Linked DNA regions of Zea mays: region 1 is linked to region 2. The links are chromatin contacts, called in public Hi-C maps. All regions are on one chromosome and are shown on one strand. The core of a region is the stretch at or near the end of the contact, and the rest is flanking DNA. Distances in the headings are between cores, read along the strand shown.

Evidence for each region. Hi-C and Micro-C count contacts between places; a contact is called where the count stands out from the background.
Region 1: a Hi-C map of ear shows a contact between it and region 2, with 2.1 times the contacts expected there. The contact joins the enhancer-like site here to the promoter of LOC103654541 in region 2. A contact is called at or near these places in 2 of 25 Hi-C or Micro-C datasets (ear and tassel).

The regions. Positions count from the first base shown.
Region 1 is chr4:209,246,346-209,249,324 of Zm-B73-REFERENCE-NAM-5.0, forward strand. No RefSeq gene overlaps it. Among protein-coding and RNA genes, the nearest start is that of LOC100276990, 94 kb to the right of the region's middle. Within about 2 kb of position 1,351, at least 16 of the 20 cell types and tissues checked have an H3K27ac peak or open chromatin away from gene starts, as enhancers often do. A contact at or near this core is called in ear and tassel, where this site is marked.
Region 2 is chr4:208,910,315-208,913,080 of Zm-B73-REFERENCE-NAM-5.0, forward strand. LOC103654541 (serine/arginine repetitive matrix protein 1) reads right to left here and starts at 1,483. Exons shown (of 3, transcript XM_008681377.4): 1 at 1,109-1,483; 2 at 1-1,008. The coding sequence starts at 1,270.

The sequences.
Region 1 (2,979 bases), core at 101-2,600, 340 kb after region 2:
AGACCAGGACGTTGACACTTGATCGTACCCGCTTGATCACCTATAGACCCCGTCCATCGCAGGTTGTCTGTTGCAGCCGATCGCATCTAGCTTACCCACGAGCGCCTCCACCTCGACCACCTATTAATTAATTTACATATATGTAGATTTGGAGTACAAGAAAAGTCCTTATTGAATTAGATCTAGGATATTCCGATGACTCTTATTTATATTTCTAACAACAATCACGTGTTGTGAGTCGATAACAAATAAATATGCAAATGAAATGGAGATAGCATAAAAAAATTAGCCACATTTGAAGTGTTACATAATATCCAAGTTATGAACTAATTTGATTTGGTTTCTTCTAATATCTCAATTGATCAATATCTGGGCATCATCAAACTGAAGCTCTCACTAGTCACTATAGATGTGCGAGTCTGCAATATATACATGATGTACCATCTAAGTACGTAGGAGTGCCTTGCTTCTTTGCACGAATGTGACACTTCATTTGCATGAGCTTTCTTCACGACGTCCACATGAACCATGGTAACTATATTATATTCCATACTGAACACAAGAAGCGGAGCAAGGCTTCAAAAATCATTTTAGCGTCGATGTGTTTTACCAACAACAAGCAATGCATGCATGCCATCATACGACGGCACAAAATGACACTGCCGGTTCAAAGATATATATGGCAGATGGTGTGTTCTCTCTCTTTCGCCATGAAATTTGAGTCATGCCACTCACATTGGATTCACCTTGTCAATGTGGATGTTAACATTTTGCTATGGGATTATTGCGTGAAGCAGAAAAAATCAAAAAAAATATTTTGAGGAGGTTGTAAGAGCAGTCTATGTCTCTTTTGGACCATCAAGACATATGTTTAGTTGGAGAGTCAATTAGGATTGAGCGGTTCCATTCTAGTTTTTTAGAATGAAGTCGTTCAATTCTTCGTTTGGCAAGCAGAACAAAGTCACTTTATTTTTTGTTTGGTTGAAGAATAGAATAGAGCAGATTCGCTTCGTTCTTTGTTTAGTTAGAGGGCATATAAATATAGAGAGTAAAAAGAGAGGAGAGTACTCGTATCCGATCATTTTGGTGGAGCGGGAGCATTCCAACTTTTTATGGTAAATTTTATATAAAGATATTAGAAGCCGTTCCACTCTTTTTTTTAAAAAAAAACAAATATTTAAAAAACTAGAATGAAGTTGATTTATTCTACTTCACTGCTTAATCAAACACATCCTTAAAAAAAGGAAGGGAGAAGGCACTACACAACAAAATGATCGGATGGGAGGTGTGAGGTGCTTGCCTGCCAGCAAGCATCAGCAGCATGGGGCCGCAGCTAGCCTCACATGGACTGTCTTGCGTGCGACCGATCCATCCATATCCATCTGTGATGTGGCCATGGAACGGCACGTGCCAGACCGTGACGCTGAAAGTCTCCATGGCACGACGCTGCTGCGAGTGCCAAGATGCCTGGATGGCACGACTAGAGATGACAATGGGTACCCGAAACCCGAAACCCGATGGGTTTTTACCCCATTAGGGTACAGGTTTGGGTCAATTTTCATACCCATGGGTTTGTTAATGGGCATAAATGTATACCCGACGGGTTTATGAGTACGGGTTTGTTCCTATAGTACCCAAACCCGTGAACCCGTGGGTTTTTTAAACCCGACAAACATAGTGCATATTGTCATTTTATTTTATAAACGAACAACAAACTTGTTATCTACCTATTTACTTCCTAATTTTTATCAAATAGTGAATGTATAAGTAGTTGGTGAGAGTGTTGCTTTCTTGCTATTATAGTTATTACTAGTGTTATATATGTGGTGGATGTATAACCTAGTGCAAGGTAACTTGATTATACAACTTATTATTTGTATTTAATTCTCTCTATTAATATTTTTATACCAAATCATGAACTCATTGTTCATTACATAAATTTTGGACCATGATCTCATTAATCATTACAATACTTATTGATTATAAAAAGAATAAACATATTGGAGATAAAACCCGCGGGTAACCCGTGGGTACCCGCTAACCCGATGGGTACGGGTTTGGGCAAAATTTCAAACCCGTCATGGGTACGGGTTTTTTAATGGACGTAAATATTTTTTACGGGTACGGGTTTGGGATAGCAAAACCCGACGGGTTTGTACCCGTTGCCATCTCTAGGCACGACGCTGCTGTGAGTGCCAAGATGCCTGGAGTAGTGTTTGACACGTGAGAGGATGAGCCAATACTTTGAGGCCCAATATATGCTCAGGATTGCTTGCTTGGGCATGTTGGGATGGAATATTAATACAATAATGCTTGGTCCCAAGATTACCAAAAAAATTCAGTACATTTCTTTTCGCTGGAAACCTCTCTTCCCTTGTCGTATTATCATCATGCCAGCAGCAAATTATGTTGGGCTCCATCTACTACTATGACACATTCATTCGTACAGACGAGGCCCAAGAAGCACAGTAGCGGCCCATTGAGTTGTATTGTATGACGAGTGGGAAAAAAGGAGAACACATTTCGTGCGAGAAACGAAACGAACATATTTGCATATTTGACCACCAGCTAGACCAGGCAGCAAGAGCCTAGACATCTCACAGATTATGGACTTGTTTGTTTCAGTTTTTTTCAGCTTCTAGTTATCAAAAGTTGATGTAGATTATCAAACGTCTAACTTTTTAACTCGTTATATGAGAACCACTTTAGTCAAAATTGTCTAAAATCAATGTAAACACCGAATCGACCGAGTAGGAAATCGTCATTTTATACATCCTAAACCATATGGACTTTTTTTATCTTACTCCGTATGTAATCTCCACAATACTTAGATTCTCTACACAACCAAATTCTCTGCAACAGTCAGATTCTCAGAAAAACTTCTCAGAAAAAGCTGAACCATTGAACACTAAAATTGCCCTATGGTCTGTCCGCCCCTAGGGTCGGATGGTCCGCTGTTCGGACTGTCCGCGGTGGCGA
Region 2 (2,766 bases), core at 233-2,732:
GGGGGACAGCGAGCCACGCCGAGCGGGGGACGCCGGGCTACGGGCGGGGGATGGCGACGGGTCCGGCGACCGGGGGCGGCGCGCGCGGTCGACGTCCACGCGGAGCCGCCGCGCGGGCGTCAGGCGCGCCGGCGGTGGCATCTGCGGCTGCGCGCGACTGGACGGGCGCATGACGACGATGGGTGGCGGCGTGGTGCGCGCCTGCGCGGGCACCGGAGCGGTGTGGTGGAGGAGGCCCTTGAGCTGCAGCGCCTCAAGTATCTGCTTCAGCGTCTCGAGGTCCCTGGCAGGCTCCGCGATGCCGCGCTTGCGGAGGCGACGCTCGATCTCGCCGTACAGCGCGATCTCGCCGTGGGCGGCGGCGCCGGACGCCGGGTCCGCGCGCTTCGCCGGCTCCGGGAACACCTCATAGTGCGCGTCGAAGCGGCTGCGCCTCTGCAGCGCGCGCGGGACGGCCGCCGGATCCGGCGCCCGCCGCACCGCCACCTCCTCGGCCACCGGCGGCGACGGCAGCGGCGACGCCGGCCTCTCGAAGAAGGACGGGTCGACGAAGCGGAACTGCGCCGGGTCCCTTGGCACGCGCTCGGACGCGGACCGCCGGAGCGCGGCCGGGCTGGCGCCGCCGCCGCCGTGCTGCCCGGACTCGGCGGACGCCTGGCCCAGACCGTGCGGCAGCGCGTCGAGGCCCATGAGCCGCGCGACGACGCTCGGGGACCTGCGCTCGTCCGCGCACCCCGCGGACGGGGACGGCGGCGCGCCTGCGGCGGCCGACGTCCGGATCTCGCGCGGCCGCAGCTTGCCCCTGGCGTCGACCACCGCGCGGCTGTCCAGCGACAGCCGCGGCAGCCTCCACGCCTGCGGTGCTCCGAATCCACCGCCAACGCCTCCCTCCTTGAGGTCCAGCGGCGAAAGCTGCAGCGACGGCCGCGGCGCGGCCGGCGGCGTCGTGTCCGGCGACGACGGCGCCCGGTCCAGCGGCATCGACCGCTCGGACGGAGTCGCGGAGCCCTGAACACACAGGCAAGGAAAAAAAAGACAGCACGATGGTCAAAACCAAGACTGGATAACCTTGGGGCAGTGCTTGACAGGGGCGAGAGCGCGCGCGTACACTGGAAACCGACGTGAGTCGGCGCTGCGAGCTGTGGAGGCGGCGGCCGGAGAGGATCTGGGGTCGGTCGAACAGGTGGAGGAACCCCGCCATGCAGCCCTGGTGCATGGGCCGCTCGTCCATCCGCCGCTCTTCGTCCTCGTCCACGCCCATCGCCACCATCTTGCAACTCCTCTCGCGTCTCGCCTTCCTCTGCTGCCGCGCGCTCTGGGTGGGTCGCTCTGTTCGGCTCCCGCTTTTGGGAGCAATTTAAAGCGGTGGCGGGGGAGCTCCGAATGACGATACTACCCCGACACAAGTTGTGTAAATTTCGGAGTGCCACTGTATCTCGTCGTCGACGCGTCGGGGTACGATACGAGCGGGCGGGGAGGCGAGAAGTTGCCGCCTGCCTAGGGAGCCGGGGCGTCGTCGACGGCATAGCTGGCCGTTCTGACGATGACGCGCTGGCCCCGGTGTCAGGCACCTTTTTCCCTTATTTTTGTGGTTTTTTTCGGCGGCTTGTTTAAAGGTGTGTCAGTGGAGCTCGTGCCGTGGTGCGTGCGTGCATGGGTTCGCTGGCTCGTTCGGCTTTTTACAGCTAAGCTTTGGGTGGGTGGGTGCGTGCGTGACCGCCTGTTAGCGTAATGGGGGCGTGCGGCATGTCTCTGGCGATAACGTTTACGTGTTTGCGGCAAATGTGTGAGCAACTTACTGGTAACGTACTTGTGCCGCTTGCTTGATAAGTTTGAGACAAAAAATTAGTAATACATGCCACTTTATTAGGCATGTAAAAAATGAAGCTGATGTTTGTATATATCCACTCTGTTTGGCAGAAGAAGTTCAAGACAATGATATTACGTACCACTTTATTAGCCATATGATATGACGCTGGTGTTTGTATATATCTACTTAGGGATAGCCGTTGGAGCCAAAAATATATATATATACCCACAAGTTTTGTACTCGATCGGGTGAATATTGGTAATGTTACGCAGATTGGATGCAGGTGTTACAACAACAAAATAAGAAATCTCCGACAGAAAGCTTATATCCGATGGCTTCTTTGGTGACCACCGGATATAAGGTTATCTTTGATAGCTTTCCACATCCATGAGGCATAAAGTCATACGTTCGACGGTTGTCAGACAAGCCGAGATAATCTTATGTTCGACGGCTGTCAGACAAGCCGTCAGATATAAGAGATTTTAAGCCCGCCGACGCCCGATCGCACTGTTTCATTTCGCACAAGCATCACTTCATACCAGCTGCCACCGTTTCAATTGCGGCGCCGCCGCCACGCTGGGCTGGAGCCAGCCTCGACAAAGCCGCTAGAGCCACCGGCACCCTCCCGGCGCCCACCGACGCTCGCTCCGCCCCCACCGCCTCGTTGGCTCCCACGCCCGACATCGGCCACGCCAATCTCGCCATCGGCTAAGTGAGTATTTTTATTTTGTAGTATAATTTTGTAGATGCATTGATTGTTTGCTAGTAGTCATTTTTAGTATTAAATGATTTGTATGTTAAATATTGTTTAGTTTGTTATTTTCGACGACCGGAATTTGATTATGTAATTAAATTAGCTTGTTTTAGGTTATTTAGTGGTGCTTAGATAATTTAAACTTTTAATTTCCGAGGGTAATTATTATGCCCTCGGAAATAAGATTATTTTATATAATTTG